3 separate regions of the Mus musculus genome follow, and all the other regions are linked to region 1. Evidence: chromatin contacts called from public HiChIP or PLAC-seq data. All regions are on one chromosome and are shown on one strand. The core of a region is the stretch at or near the end of the contact, and the rest is flanking DNA. Distances in the headings are between cores, read along the strand shown. Region 1 holds the start of Wdfy1 (WD repeat and FYVE domain containing 1). Region 2 has its middle 44 kb from the start of Gm39667. Region 3 has its middle 15 kb from the start of Gm38673.

The links. HiChIP or PLAC-seq counts read pairs in DNA pulled down with a chosen protein or histone mark.
Region 2: an H3K4me3 HiChIP or PLAC-seq map of bone marrow-derived macrophages shows a contact between it and region 1, with 4 times the contacts expected there. The contact joins the enhancer-like site here to the promoter of Wdfy1 in region 1. A contact is called at or near these places in 2 of 39 promoter capture datasets (the 3T3-L1 cell line and hippocampal neurons), 1 of 484 Hi-C or Micro-C datasets (cortical neurons) and 1 of 115 datasets of contacts at active chromatin or transcription factors (bone marrow-derived macrophages).
Region 3: an H3K4me3 HiChIP or PLAC-seq map of bone marrow-derived macrophages shows a contact between it and region 1, with 6 times the contacts expected there. The contact joins the enhancer-like site here to the promoter of Wdfy1 in region 1. A contact is called at or near these places in 5 of 115 datasets of contacts at active chromatin or transcription factors (acute myeloid leukemia, astrocytes, bone marrow-derived macrophages and 2 more).

What each region holds. Positions count from the first base shown.
Region 1 is chr1:79,759,613-79,764,068 of GRCm38.p6, forward strand. Wdfy1 (WD repeat and FYVE domain containing 1) reads right to left here and starts at 2,157. Exons shown (of 12, transcript NM_001111279.1): 1 at 1,952-2,157. The coding sequence starts at 2,088.
Region 2 is chr1:80,382,519-80,386,530 of GRCm38.p6, forward strand. It overlaps the pseudogene Gm6189. Among named protein-coding and RNA genes, the nearest start is that of Gm39667, 44 kb to the left of the region's middle. Within about 2 kb of position 1,868, at least 59 of the 459 cell types and tissues checked have an H3K27ac peak or open chromatin away from gene starts, as enhancers often do. A contact at or near this core is called in bone marrow-derived macrophages, where this site is marked.
Region 3 is chr1:80,411,362-80,415,914 of GRCm38.p6, forward strand. No RefSeq gene overlaps it. Among named protein-coding and RNA genes, the nearest start is that of Gm38673, 15 kb to the right of the region's middle. Within about 2 kb of position 2,645, at least 12 of the 459 cell types and tissues checked have an H3K27ac peak or open chromatin away from gene starts, as enhancers often do. A contact at or near this core is called in bone marrow-derived macrophages, where this site is marked.

The DNA.
Region 1 (4,456 bases), core at 907-3,406:
GCAATGTACCCAACGTGCATGAGTCACAAATCAAATATTTTACCAAATAAAGCTGGCTGACTCTAATAAGCTGTTGTCTAAATTCTGTTTGCATCACACAAATACCACTATTCTGCTATTTGCCTGGCTTACATTCCCTTCTCTCCAGTCTCAGGTTCCCACTCTCCCCTGACCACTTCTGTTTCACACAGCCAGACAAGGATACTAGCAGTCCCACACCACCTCCAGCTCAGTTACAGGTAAACCGGAGGAACAAAACAAGCTCACTACCTGAAAACAAGGCCCCAACTAAGCTCCTTCAAAAGCCAAACACAAAGGCCCAGCCCGGAGCTGGGGGCTTCAAGTTTCCCTTTCCCATACAGGGCAGCCCTCCTTTTCACCCACACAAAAGGCTGGCCTCTGCCTCCAGCTTAGAGAGAAAGGTAGATGTGCTGGCCAAAGCCCTTCCAGTTTGGGCCTATCACTTCTTAAGACAAGTAAACTGTTTCCCTCAACCTCCTTTTTAACCCTTTAAGGTTTCAAACTTGCTACAATTTTAAAACATGGGCTATTTCTCCAATCACTTTATACTGCCTTGAGAGTCAGAGGGCAAATGACAAGTCCTGGGTTCCATGTTTCCTCAGTACTCCTGGACGACGCAGAGAAACTAGTAACACTTCGTGGTTCCGGTTCCCTCTTGAGTAAAATGAAGTCACTGGACCAAATGAATCTTTTCTGAAGTGTGGCAAGTGACCACCGGCAGAACTACATAGGAACATTGATAACGGCTTGTTTTAGTCTTGTGGTAAATGACCTTCTGTTTCCTACTTGTGGGGCTAAATTACTTGTAAATAAAATTACTTATTTGTAAATAAATTTTCCTTTTAAAATAAGTGCATCTGGACTTTTAAAGAACTAACTAATCACTTTTTGTACAAAAATCGAAAACTCTTTGGTCAGTAAGAGTTCAGATAGTTCTAGCAGCTATGGTTCAAACAAACAAACAAACAACTGACCCTGAAGCCAGGAGAAGCACAGGAAAGTATACAACCTAACCTCAGCCCCCAAACAAATTAGAAGGAAGAGGTGAATGCCCGTGGGGTTCCATGTAAGGAATAAACAGCCGCACCAGGTCCCAAGGTAATTAGCTACTAGTCCTCTGGGACTTGGAACGGTCCCAGGAGAACACAGGAACTCTGGAGCACCAGGTAAGCCCCAGCCAGGAAGACACAGGAGGCAAAGGTTGGAGCAGCACCACGGGACAGGACGGCAACGGGGGCAAGAGGCTAGCTAGAAGCTAGGACTGGAGTACCGACTCGCAGGGGTGTGCACTGGGAACCCTGGACTGCAAGCCAGCGGTGGGAACAGGGGTTCTGTCAGGATGGGGAGATGGAGGGACTAGGTCCCAGGTTAGAAGGGTGTGGCGAAGGTCCGGAACTAAAGACCTTTGAAGAAAGACTTTGGACTAGAGAGGTCGTGTGAGGTCCAGGGTCCCAGAATGGGTGGGTCCTGAGTGGGATGAGCCCTGTGGATCAGGGTCCCAGACTGGAGATGAATTGTGGAACAGGGTCCCGAGACTGGAGGGGATCTGGAGGGTTGGTCAGTGGTTTATGGTGCTATAGGACGGGGTCCAGGGACAGAAGAGTCTGTGGGTCTGGGTCGGGGTCCCGTGATAAAGGGGGCGCTGGAGAACCTGATTCCGGACTGAAAGGGCGCAGTGGGACGGTCTGGGGCTGTTGGGGTTCCCAAGACTAAAGGCGCGCGGAGGGGGATAGGTCCCAGACTAGGGGAGTAAGACAGATCCGCCTGACGGCACCAGGATCTCGGTGGACTACGGGGACGTGGGAGAGAGGGTGGCCGCTCCGTCCGGGGTGACAACAAGAAGGGAGGCAGAATCGCGGACCCCACGATCCCCACGCCTCGTGGTCGTCACCACCTCACGCCCCGGCCCCCGCGTGCTCCCAGACTCTACCTGTCCTCGCTAGCGGTGATCACGCCGTCCTCCTTGGGGATGAGCAGCGCGGCGGTGACGGCGTCCTGGTGGCCCTCTATCTTGCTCAGCAGCACCGGGCGGCTGCTCTGAGGCCTGGAGTGGATCTCCGCCGCCATGTTCGAGCCGCGGCCTCCCCCGCGGGCGGCCCATCAGCTGACCGCCGGGCGGGGACGCGCCGGTTGCTTAGGGCAACCCAGCCGCGTGTGCTCCACGCCGCCGTAAGCTCGCGAGCACTGCCGCAGATTCCCGTAGTACTTGGTGAAGCCGCACAGTTATAATTCTGTGACCCCGGAAGGAACCCTAAAAAAACAAAAACAAAAACAACAACAAAAAACAGGATCTTGGTGAAGGTTAAAAAGCCAAATAATTCTCCCGGAAACGGATTGAGCTGAGCAGTAGCAGAACACAAGCACCTGCCCCTCAAACAGTATCGCACCGCATCCACCCTAAGAAGCCATTGTTTGAAAGACACACCCCAATTTCAGGCTTGTTAAAAGGTGGAAAAAAAAAAAAAACTCACAAGCAGCTCCCCCTGGGAGCTGCGACTGGTACCATCATCCAAACGCTCATAGCCTGTGCATAATTCTACTCTATGATTGTTAACATTGTGCAAACTACCACAATGGGACACTTTTCTGTTCAGGAGATTGTGACTATCTCCCCACCCCCACCCCCAGTTACAGCTTTCTCCTCCAGTTAGAATATACAATTTTTTATTTACCTCAGCCCGCCCCTCAACACCACCATTTCCTGCCAACTTCCTGTCCGAAGAAAAGCTCTTTTTCCTTAAACCTTCTCCAAATCACCCAGCACCAACCCTTATCCTTCAGTTGCTGTGTTACCCAGATGCCAAATGGCTCCCTCTCCACGAGGCACCCTCTGCTAACACACAGCCAACCTCACTTGTCCAACTGCAGGTGAATTCCTGATGGGTTTTGGCTGGACGACACTGATAGTATGTTTTAAGGGCCATAATCGAGAAACCCAGTCAGAATTTCACACAGCTCCCTTTTCAGCCCTTCATCCCACACACGCTGTTACTACTATTACCCAAACTGCAGTACACACAAACCACGGGTTCTTGACCCACAAACCCTGAACTAAAATAACCCCTTCCTTCCTTCCTTCCTTCAGTTGCCTTTAGTCTGGTAGTTTGCTTCACAGCAGTGAAAAAGGTAACTAATCCAGCGGGAAAATTCTTACTTAGAAAGTACAAGGTTCTGAGTGTTGGGTAGCAGTTTTCTCTGAGGTTAAAAGAGTTCATCTGAGAGGGAAGCTCAGTAAGACAGAGGGTGCTCACAGGGTGTTCGAAGAGAAGGTGAAACTTTGCTGCCTCGGGGAAGCTTCTGGTGCTCCGAAAGTGAACAACTCAAAATAGCTTGAGGAAGTTCCTGAAACTGACCGGATAGTCTAGGCCCCTCCCTAAGCATGTAGAAGTATAAAAATGACTGAGAGACTGACAGATAAGCTGAGCTTCCAGCTGCGTGGGAGGAGCCCAGACTTATTTGGCTGCCTGGAAGAAATCGAGATCAGGCAAGGCCGTGCCTAGAAGAAGCAGAGGCTGGCTGTGTGTCCTAGAAGAGCACATGGCAACTGCCTAAGGATGACACTCTCCAACCTGTGAAGCTGTTTGCAGGCTGTGCATTGTGCTCCGGATTTCCAGCTTTCATGAGCTGTCACCTGTGCTCAAGTGAACTCTGGGGTGATATAACTGTCTTCTGGGTCGTTTCTGCTCCTGAAAATAACCCCTTACCTATATGCTCTTGTAAGTAACCCTGATAAAACTCACTGGTTCACCAAACTGGATTTTAGTGGCATCTCTAGAGTGTTGTTGATTCCCTATCTGGGGTACTTAGACATTTGTTCATGTGTCACAGAACACAGAATTCTAGCTACAGTAATAACAGAATCAGACAGGACAGAGAAAGGGCTGACATTCCACTGAAGAAAACAAATAATAAGTGAAATAAATTAGATCATATCCTACACTAGATAATTTCGGGTGTAGTGAAGAAAACAGAGGAACGAGAGGTAGCTCAGACAGAGTTAGAATTCGAGCTACTGGTGTGGAGAACGCATAGATGACCAGAGAGAGCCACCTTCAGTGAAGAAATATGACCACAGTCTCTAGCCTTTGGGTGCTTCCGGTTCTGCTTCAGCTGCTGATAGGCCCCAGGTGCCAGCCATGTCTTTTGTAGGACATCTTGTATTTTACAACTAATCAAGACAGAAACACAAAGATCCGACTGACCCTCAGGACACATTGCTACTCAACACTGTCTCCAGAGCTTGGCCTGAGTGGGGCTTGACCAGCCCTCTACTACTAACAATTATTCCTGCCTAATCTTGCTAGCACCCTTCCCTACACAGGTATTAGGCTCTAATATCCTGGGTGGCAACTTCTAGCTCAGTCTCTGCTTGGAGCGAATACAATCTGAGGCAGGTGACCAGGCCTCCTTGCAAAGATGTTTAAGTCAGTTAGAA
Region 2 (4,012 bases), core at 618-3,117, 620 kb after region 1:
CAGCTCCAGCATGTCTCTTAGGGTAATGTTCTCATTTCATTTAGCCTGGCACACACCTTTAATCCCAGCACTCAGGAGGCAAAGGCAGGCAGATTTCTGAGTTCAAGGCCAGCCTGGTCTACAGAGTAAGCTCCAGGACAGCCAGGGCTATACAGAGAAATCCTGTCTTGGGGGGGGGGGGGGAGGGAAAGAAAAAGAAAAAAAAAAAATCAAGTTTCATCTATGTAGCAACAAATCAGCTCTCCCTTCCTTTTTATGTTTAGATAATATTCTGAAGTGTTACATTTTACTCATACATTCAGCAGTCGATTCTTTCTACTCTCCAGATGTTACAAATAATACAGCCAAAACAGTTTACAAGGTTTCTTTGTTCATTAGTTTGTTTGTATAAAGTGTCTTAGTATTTGTGATGTACTTTCAAACCTCTTGTCTCACTGGCCCTCACAAATACTGTGTGGAACAAGACAGTCTCATTTATTTTATTTTATTTTATTTTATTTTTTTCAATCTGACATGATTCTTTCAAACCGGCTATCTCAGTTGTTTTATTGTTGCCCCTCCTCCCACACAGTGCGACAAAGGACATCAAGAGCACCAGAAGGAGGGCGTCAGAAAGCCTCTGGGGACAGGAATCTCCCTGCGTTGCAGACACTTCTCCAAGAACTGCTTGAGACGTATGAAAGAGCCCATCTGTCCTGAGCTCGTGATGGCCTCAATTCTGGGCAAGTAGTCCTCTTGGATGAAAAGTATCATCTTCCAGAACTGGACCTGGTTCTGCTTCATGAGGGCGTTCCCACACACCTCCAAAAAGTCAAACAGGAGAGTGGCTGTTACACCTGAGAGAGGCTCCATGTTTAAGATCTGTGCCAACCAGCGCCAGCCATGATTTAAGCCATGAGGATGAACCTCCTGCCGGTTTGCATATGGCCACTGGAGCTGGATGATGGCGGCATACAAACGGATCATCCCAGACATGCGTTTCAGAAAGCTTTCCTGCCGCTCAACCTTGGAATCCACAACTTGATAGCCAAGCATCCGTTGATAATCCTCCAAAGCCATCCCTTCCTTGAAAGCTGGGTAGAAAGGAACGGAGTATGGACACTTCTTGTGGAGATGAGCAAGAATGAGGTCTCCCACTTTGGGGTGGAGCATCCAGATACCAGAAGCCACCGCCGCAATGGGGAATGCCGCTTCGTGGTGAGAGGCCACTTCCTTCTCCCCTTGTTTCACAAATTTCTCTGCCAGTTTGTACTGGACAAAGTCCAGCCCCTGAGGGTTAAGAGTGACAGACACGGAACGCCCTCCAGATTGGACAGGCTTTCCCGAGAGCAGACTGTGGAGCTTATCAAAGACCTCCTTCAGCTTTGAACCTGAGATGCCGGAGATCTGGCTCACTGGAATGGTGGCTGCCTTCCGCAAATCCGTCCTTATCTTTTTCGTCTGACTGTCCTTGCTGCTGGTCAGGTCCTCAAAGGCCAACACACATTTGGCGGAAGCATCCTGAAGTTGCTGGTACCACTGCAGTGTACTATCTTGTACCTTCCCCTGCAGGTCTTCATTCTGCGAACCTGTTGGGCTTGGGCTGGGTGCAGAGCTCTGGGTGGGAACTCCTGGCCCCTGCTGCATCTGTGACTCCTGCCGCTTGACTTGGGCCTCTTCCTCCTCGTTCTTCTTCTTCACTTCAGAGGCTCTGGTGATCTCCTGCTCCAAACTCAAGAGGAGGTCCTGCATTTCCTGCAGGGCCAGCTCGGCCTCAGCTTGGTTCTCGGCCGTGGGAATGCCACTCTCCAAAGTGCTGCAAATGATGCCGGAGATGACGCTACACAGCTGGTTGCCCTGGGTCTGGAAGGCAGCCAGGTCCACATTCAGCAGGTCTTTGTGTTGACTGGAGGCATCCAGCTGCTGATTGAGCTGCAGGACCTCCTCTTGCAGGGTGTACAGGCTGCGCAGACGGGCCTGGCCTTCCTCCTTTCGAAGCTGCTCCTGCTCTGCCTGCTTCTCACGCTGCCGCTGCTCTGCCTCTTGAAGCATTAGCTTGAGAATCTTGGCTCTGTGGTGATGCTCAGCTTTCAGCTTCTCCTGATGACCCAGGGCTTCTCTGATACTCTTCTCCATCACTTCCTCTAAGTCCCGTAACTCCTTATTCATCTTCAACTCCTTCAGCTCGTCAAACTTCTTTAGCTGTTCGGATGCCATCTCTGAGAAGGCTTGCACCTTCCTTTCTTGCTCCTCCTGCCACTTCGTCAGGCCCTCTGTTGCTCTTATTCCAGATGCCGATTCGAACATTCGGATACAACCTTCCACTTTGATCGCTGGAGAGGACTGAAGTGCAATAGGTTCTGTGAACCGGGAGTCATGTGTGTTCTGGGTTCCATTCGATGTTGAGGGTGAGAGTGATTGTAGGGTACTTCTGACAGGAGACTTGAGTAGTGAGGATTGGTACAGGCCTGAAGCAGATCCAGAGGATGATGGGTTATCCGAGGAAGGACCATTCTCTTGAGTGTGGCGTAAGGTGTTGGGTAGAATGTGATCTACCACCCATCCAGAGTAAGAAGATAGTTTGGGGAGAGATCTGCATTCTTCCAAAACATCCTGGTTGTAGTGCAGACGGCCTTTGCTGGAGTTGCGGAGCGCCTTCAGGGTTTCCCAGCTGTGACCATCGGACGGCCTTGACCTGGGGAGCACCATCTTCTCTGAAGGAGGACTAAGACACGAGAGAAAGAGGATTCTTTCTTTCTGAGATAGGGTTTTTCTGTGTATTCGCAGCTACACTGGGACTCTTTCTAGACCAGGTTGGCCTAGATCAGATATCTGCTTTCCTCTACCTCCCTAGTGTAAGGCAGCAAGGAGAGACTACTGTGTCTCACCCTGGGCAGAGCTTGAGTATATATACATTTCCCCAAAGCCCCGCCTCCACAGTGACACACCTCTAATCCAACAAGGCCACACCTCCCCATAGAACCACACCCTACTCCAAGCATAATTCAATCACCACACCAAACAAACAAACAAACAAACAAACAAAAGAATAATCCTTACCGAATACTGGGTTTCTAAGGTAATGAGACACAAAAAAGAGGCTACAGAACACAATGTTAAAATAATGAATGTGAGAAATCAAAAGGCATAGACCAAAACCTGGGATGTAGGATTGAAAGAAAGGGATGGATATGTGTTCTTACAGTCACGTCTCATTTTTCATGAAGGCATATCATTTGAGTTGCTTGTACCATGATGATCCCTCATTGTCCTATGGTTATATAGAGAACAGCAATTTTACTACAACACAATTAAGAAAGTAGACCTATAAAACTGATTCGGTGTCACAGTGCGTAAAGGTTCTTGCTGCCAAACTACCTGAGTACAGTCTCAGATAGATGGAGAAATCAGACTCTCTCAGGTTATTTTCTGACCTTCACACGGGTGTTGTGGTAGTTTTACACATACACACACTCACACACACAAACAAACCCCCATACACTCATACACTACATATAACAAAATGTGTAACTTCATTTTATATATATATATATATATGTGTGTGTGTGTGTGTGTGTGTGTTTTGTCTGCATGTATATCTGTAGCACATGCATTCCTAGTGCCCTGAGGAGGCTAGAGAGGGCATTGGACCCACTGGGTACTAGAGTAGCAGGTGTTTCTGGGCCACCATGTGAGTGTTGGGAATTAGTGTTCTTAACTGGTCTCTTTAACCTAATAAAATTTATTTTTTTTGATGTTTGTAGAACATGATTTTAATATTTTCAACTGTTAATATTCAACAAACAGAATAATTATTTTAAGACATATTTTGTTGTTACGTCTCCCTTTCCATTTCTGATTTCATTAATTTGGATACTGTCTCTGTGCCCTCTGGTTTAGTCTGGCTAAGGATTTATCTATCTTGTTGATTTTCTCAAAGAACCAGCTTCTGGTTTTGTTGAATCTTTGTATAGTTCTTTTTGTTTCTACTTGGTTGATTTCAGCCCGGAGTTTGGAGTTTGATTATTTCCTG
Region 3 (4,553 bases), core at 1,395-3,894, 650 kb after region 1:
AAGTACAGCAACAGCCACACACATTCTTATGGCTAGAATGTCTGTCATTGTAGGGAAGGGTCTGCAGCAGTTGAGCAAGACTTTTGCTCACAAGGCAAAGCTCAAGTTAGACAGCATTTAAATTCCTTGGCACTCCTGTGGAGCCCAGTGACCCTACTGTCTGCATGATGTTTTCATTCTGATGAGCTTTGGATGGCAGATCTCTTTCTTATGGTTATGGTTGGGGGACTTTCAGGAGAGCAACCGGATAACTTTGGATATAAGATGGATATTGTAGGGAAGTTTGAAGAATGAAAGCAGGCTCGAGGATAGATTCATAATTCAGCACCAGTCTCAGAAGAGCTCCTCAGGTCTCTGGAGCAAGTGGAAGAGGTTTGCTCACTCACTGCTCACCCTGTGAGAGGCACCAAGACAACACATGTAAACTTGGTGACATTTGGTCTGCCTAGCAGCTAACTGTTTTTATACATATAGATAATATCTTACCAATAAGATATAAAGCAATGCATGTGACAATTTTATATTAAATTACATTTCTAATGTTACAAATTATACATTATACATAAATAATTATAAATAAATATTATAGAAAACATATTGCATAACCAAATATATATTACAAGGACTATAAATAGAGTTTTGATTATACTCAAATATTTTTATAAAATCATAAGTAGATTTAATATACAATTATATTAAAGTGTGTGATTTGATTTTTAGTGCAATGAAAAAAAGAAAAATGTTTCAAACTTTCTGTGAGTACTGCAGAGCCTGTTTGAGAGAGAGAGAGAGAGAGAGAGAAAGCCAAGTCAATTCCAGAAAACTTTAACTTTGAAATTGAAGAGGATTGGTAGGAGTGACATCTATGGACTGTTCTTACTAATTTTACTTTTTAAAGGAAGGAATGTCCACCTTCTATTCCTGCCACTTAGGGACATTGCGACAACAGATATGCTATGACTATGATATTAATATAAAAATGAGGATGAAAAGAAACACTGTGCTTGACAGTTCAGGGAGTATCTACCCCTAAGCAATGATTATCTTAAGGCAAGTGGAGGCCAAAGGGACTGTTGCTGCCCTTTTCTGCAGGTACTGAGTCTAGGAGTACTGTGAGGTACTAGAGGATCAGTATCGCTTAGGCTCCTGAAAGCTGGGCACAATCTGAAGGCTCCATTTTCATGGGGATGCTGTAGTTGTCAGTCAACCGGCCATTTCTTATCATGGCAGCAACAACTTATCATGAATTGTTAAGCTGTTCCAGAGAACTTCAAACCACAGACACCAGAGAAGACTTCAGGAAATCTCTGTGGCTGTAGCAGCCACCTGTGTAGCTAAGGCTTTGTTTCTTTGACAGCGTTGGCCTTGGGGCCACCTGCTTCAGTTTTCTTGCAGGAACAAAGGTTTCATTTTGCTCACAGTGCAGAGCAGCTTGAGATGACCTCAGGATAACTATGTGCAGCACTCCAGATGAGCCTGGATCTCCTTAGAGCAGTCTCCAGAAGGTGTTGGAGAAGCACCTTCCTGACCCATAATGGCTCCTATATACAGGTGACTGACTGGCATATAGTAAGTGGTGGTGTATTTCATCTTGGGTTATTTGGGGAAACTTCCTTTCCTGACTGCTATTTGGTTATGCTTCCCAACATGTTGCAAATTAGATCACAATAAAGTCTCTTGTGAATGTTTTTTATTGCCTGTTTCTGATCTTTATTTAAAGAAGACCAGTGGGTGATTTTTTTTTTTTTTGGTTGCCAGCCCCGTGCACACCAAGCAGTAGCATTTACTGCCCTGGTTCTGAACCTGTGGGTCAAGACTCCTTTGAGGTGTGTTGAATGACTCTTTCCCAGGGGTTGCCTAAGACCATCAGAAAACAGAGATATTTATTTACCTAACAGTAATAAAATTACAGTTATGAAGTAGCAATGAAAATAATTTTATGGGTGGGGGTCACCATAACATGGAGATCTGCATTAAAGGGTAGCAGCATTAGGAAGATTGAGAGCCACAGATCTAGAGGGTGACTGAAGAGGTCTAGAGAGCCTTGGGAAGCAGAGCTTATGGAGATGATGAACCACTGTGGAAGTGCTGAGAAGGGAAAGGTTACAGAGGAATTGCAAACTCCAGCTGCTAGAAGAGCTGCATAGAGCTTCCGAGTCACCCAGCAGAGCCAAGAGATAAGGACCTGACCCTCAGAGCTCAGAACTGTCATTCTAGTTGCTGGGTACTGAGCCATTGGAACTCAAGGTCTAGACTCGAGAATCTAGAGCCGTAGTTCTCAACCTTGCAAATGCTGTGACACTTTAAGACAGTTCCTCATGTTGGGTTGCCCTCCCCAACCATAAAATTATTTTTGTTGCTACTTCATAACTGTAGTTTTGTTACTGTTGGGAATCATAATGTAACTATCTGAGACTCAGAATATCTGGTATGTAATTCCTGTGAGGGTTGGGACCCACAGGTTGAGAACGGCTGCTTTAGGCTTCTAAGCCTCAGGGTTTTCAGAACCTAGATCCACGAGCCTCTGCTTCTTAGGATTTGTTGCTATAAGCTTCTGGCTTTGAAAAGTCAGCTTGAAAGCCTCTGGCACTCACATCTAAGGCTGTTAACTCTAAGGAGCTATTCTTTTTCTAGGCACGACTTCCTTCTGAGTGGAGATCTGAAACTCTCATCTGATGTTTGCTCCCCACTTCTGCAAATGTCTTTCTGCTTTTTCAGGAGATGGCAATTGTCACGGTGAATTTGTCTCCCATCATCGAAACAAGACTTATCTCCAGAAAGAAAGCTTTTCAAAGAATTGCCCAAATTGTTGTTTGGCCTCCTTAGTCCACCTTGTGCTTTTTCTGCTCTTCTTGCTATAGAGTATAATGCTTGAAAGAGGGTGTTATGCACAAAATATGAGCTCTTCAACAAGAGAGGAGAAACTGATCATTGACTTAGGAAAGTTTATGGATATATGTAACCTTACATTTATCATACCTCAGGTCACAGTCGAGCGTGGCAAGATTTAAAATATGCTTGTAGTTTTTGGCACATGGTAAATGTACAGTGTACTGTGATGCTCGAAACACATGCCTTTTCGTATATACAAAATATTTAAGGCTGAGGTAGAATATGATGTAAAAATATTCTTCACTCATAAATTAGGTGGTGTCTTAGTCAGGGTTTCTATTCCTGCACAAACATCATGACCAAGAAACAAGTTGGGGAAGAAAGGGTTTATTCGGCTTACACTTCCATACTGCTGTTCATCACCAAGGAAGTCAGGACTGGAACTTAAGCAGGTCAAGAAGCAGGAGCTGATGCAGAGGCCATGGAGGGATATTACTTACTGGCTTGCTTTCCCTGGCTTGCTCAGCCTGCTCTCTTATAGAACCAAGACTGCCAGCCCAGGGATGGTCCCACCCACAAGGGGCCTCCCCCCCCCCCATCACTAATTGAGAAAATGCCTTGCAGTTGGATCTCATGGAGGCACTTCCTCAATTGAAGCTCCTTTCTCTGTGATAACTCCAGCTGTGTCAAGTTGACACAAAACTAGCCAGTACAGGTGGGAATGAACGATCTAAGACCCCAGAGAATCCTGAGACTTGGAGACAGGCCCTGGAATAGCTTTAGAAGCTTTTCAACATTCCTGACCTCAGTAGTCAGAAGAGGCAGCTATGGAAGCATCTAGATTTTTGTTGTAGTGTTCCTGTTGAATTTCTGAAGTCCAGATGACCGCGGACATTTCAATAAGTTTAGAGTATTGGCATTTTAGTATTGCCGAAGAGCAGGTATTAAACTTACTGTAGAAAATTAAGAACAGTATTTGATCAATGCAAAAGCTAGCTTCTCTCCACAATGCTTCAAGTATGACTTTAAGAACTGTCTTTACAGAAGCTGATGATGATAGAAAAGTCTGGTGGGTGCAGTGGATAATACTGGGATCTGCTAAAATATTCTTTTGTATTACACTGTTTCTGAATCTTCTTTTCCCTCTGTGTTCTTTTGTGCCCAACATATTTTGTCTTCGCAGAGTACCACCCTAGAGGTACTAGAGAATTTTGCCTGTTTATAGAACTCAATACCCTTTGGACTATAATAAAAAAGCAAGAATCTGAAAAAAAAATGAATCACCTTGGCTCCAACAGGAGTAACTGACCTGTTACCTACACTCCAGAGCTCCCCAGCAGGATCAGGCTGAAATTACAGCCCCACCCCACAGGTCTCTGCCTGAAATTGTACCTTAATTGGTTTCCTTCTCTAGTTCTTCTTCTTCTTCTTCTTCTTCTTCTTCTTCTTCTTCTTCTTCTTCTTCTTCTTCTTCTTCTTCTTCTTCTTCTTCTTCTTCTTCTTCTTTATTTTTCCTAATCATTTCCACCTCTATTTAAATCTACCCCTTGTACAGGAAGCCCAATCTCAAGGTCACTTTCTGGGGGATCTGAGACAGTAAAGGGAGAAAGGAAAGGAAGTGAGCTGGATTACAAAACTACACAGTTTCTCCCAGCATGCTTGCTTTAGACCTTCACTGATATTTTATAAAATTACTATACAGCCATAGCAGCAGAAAGACA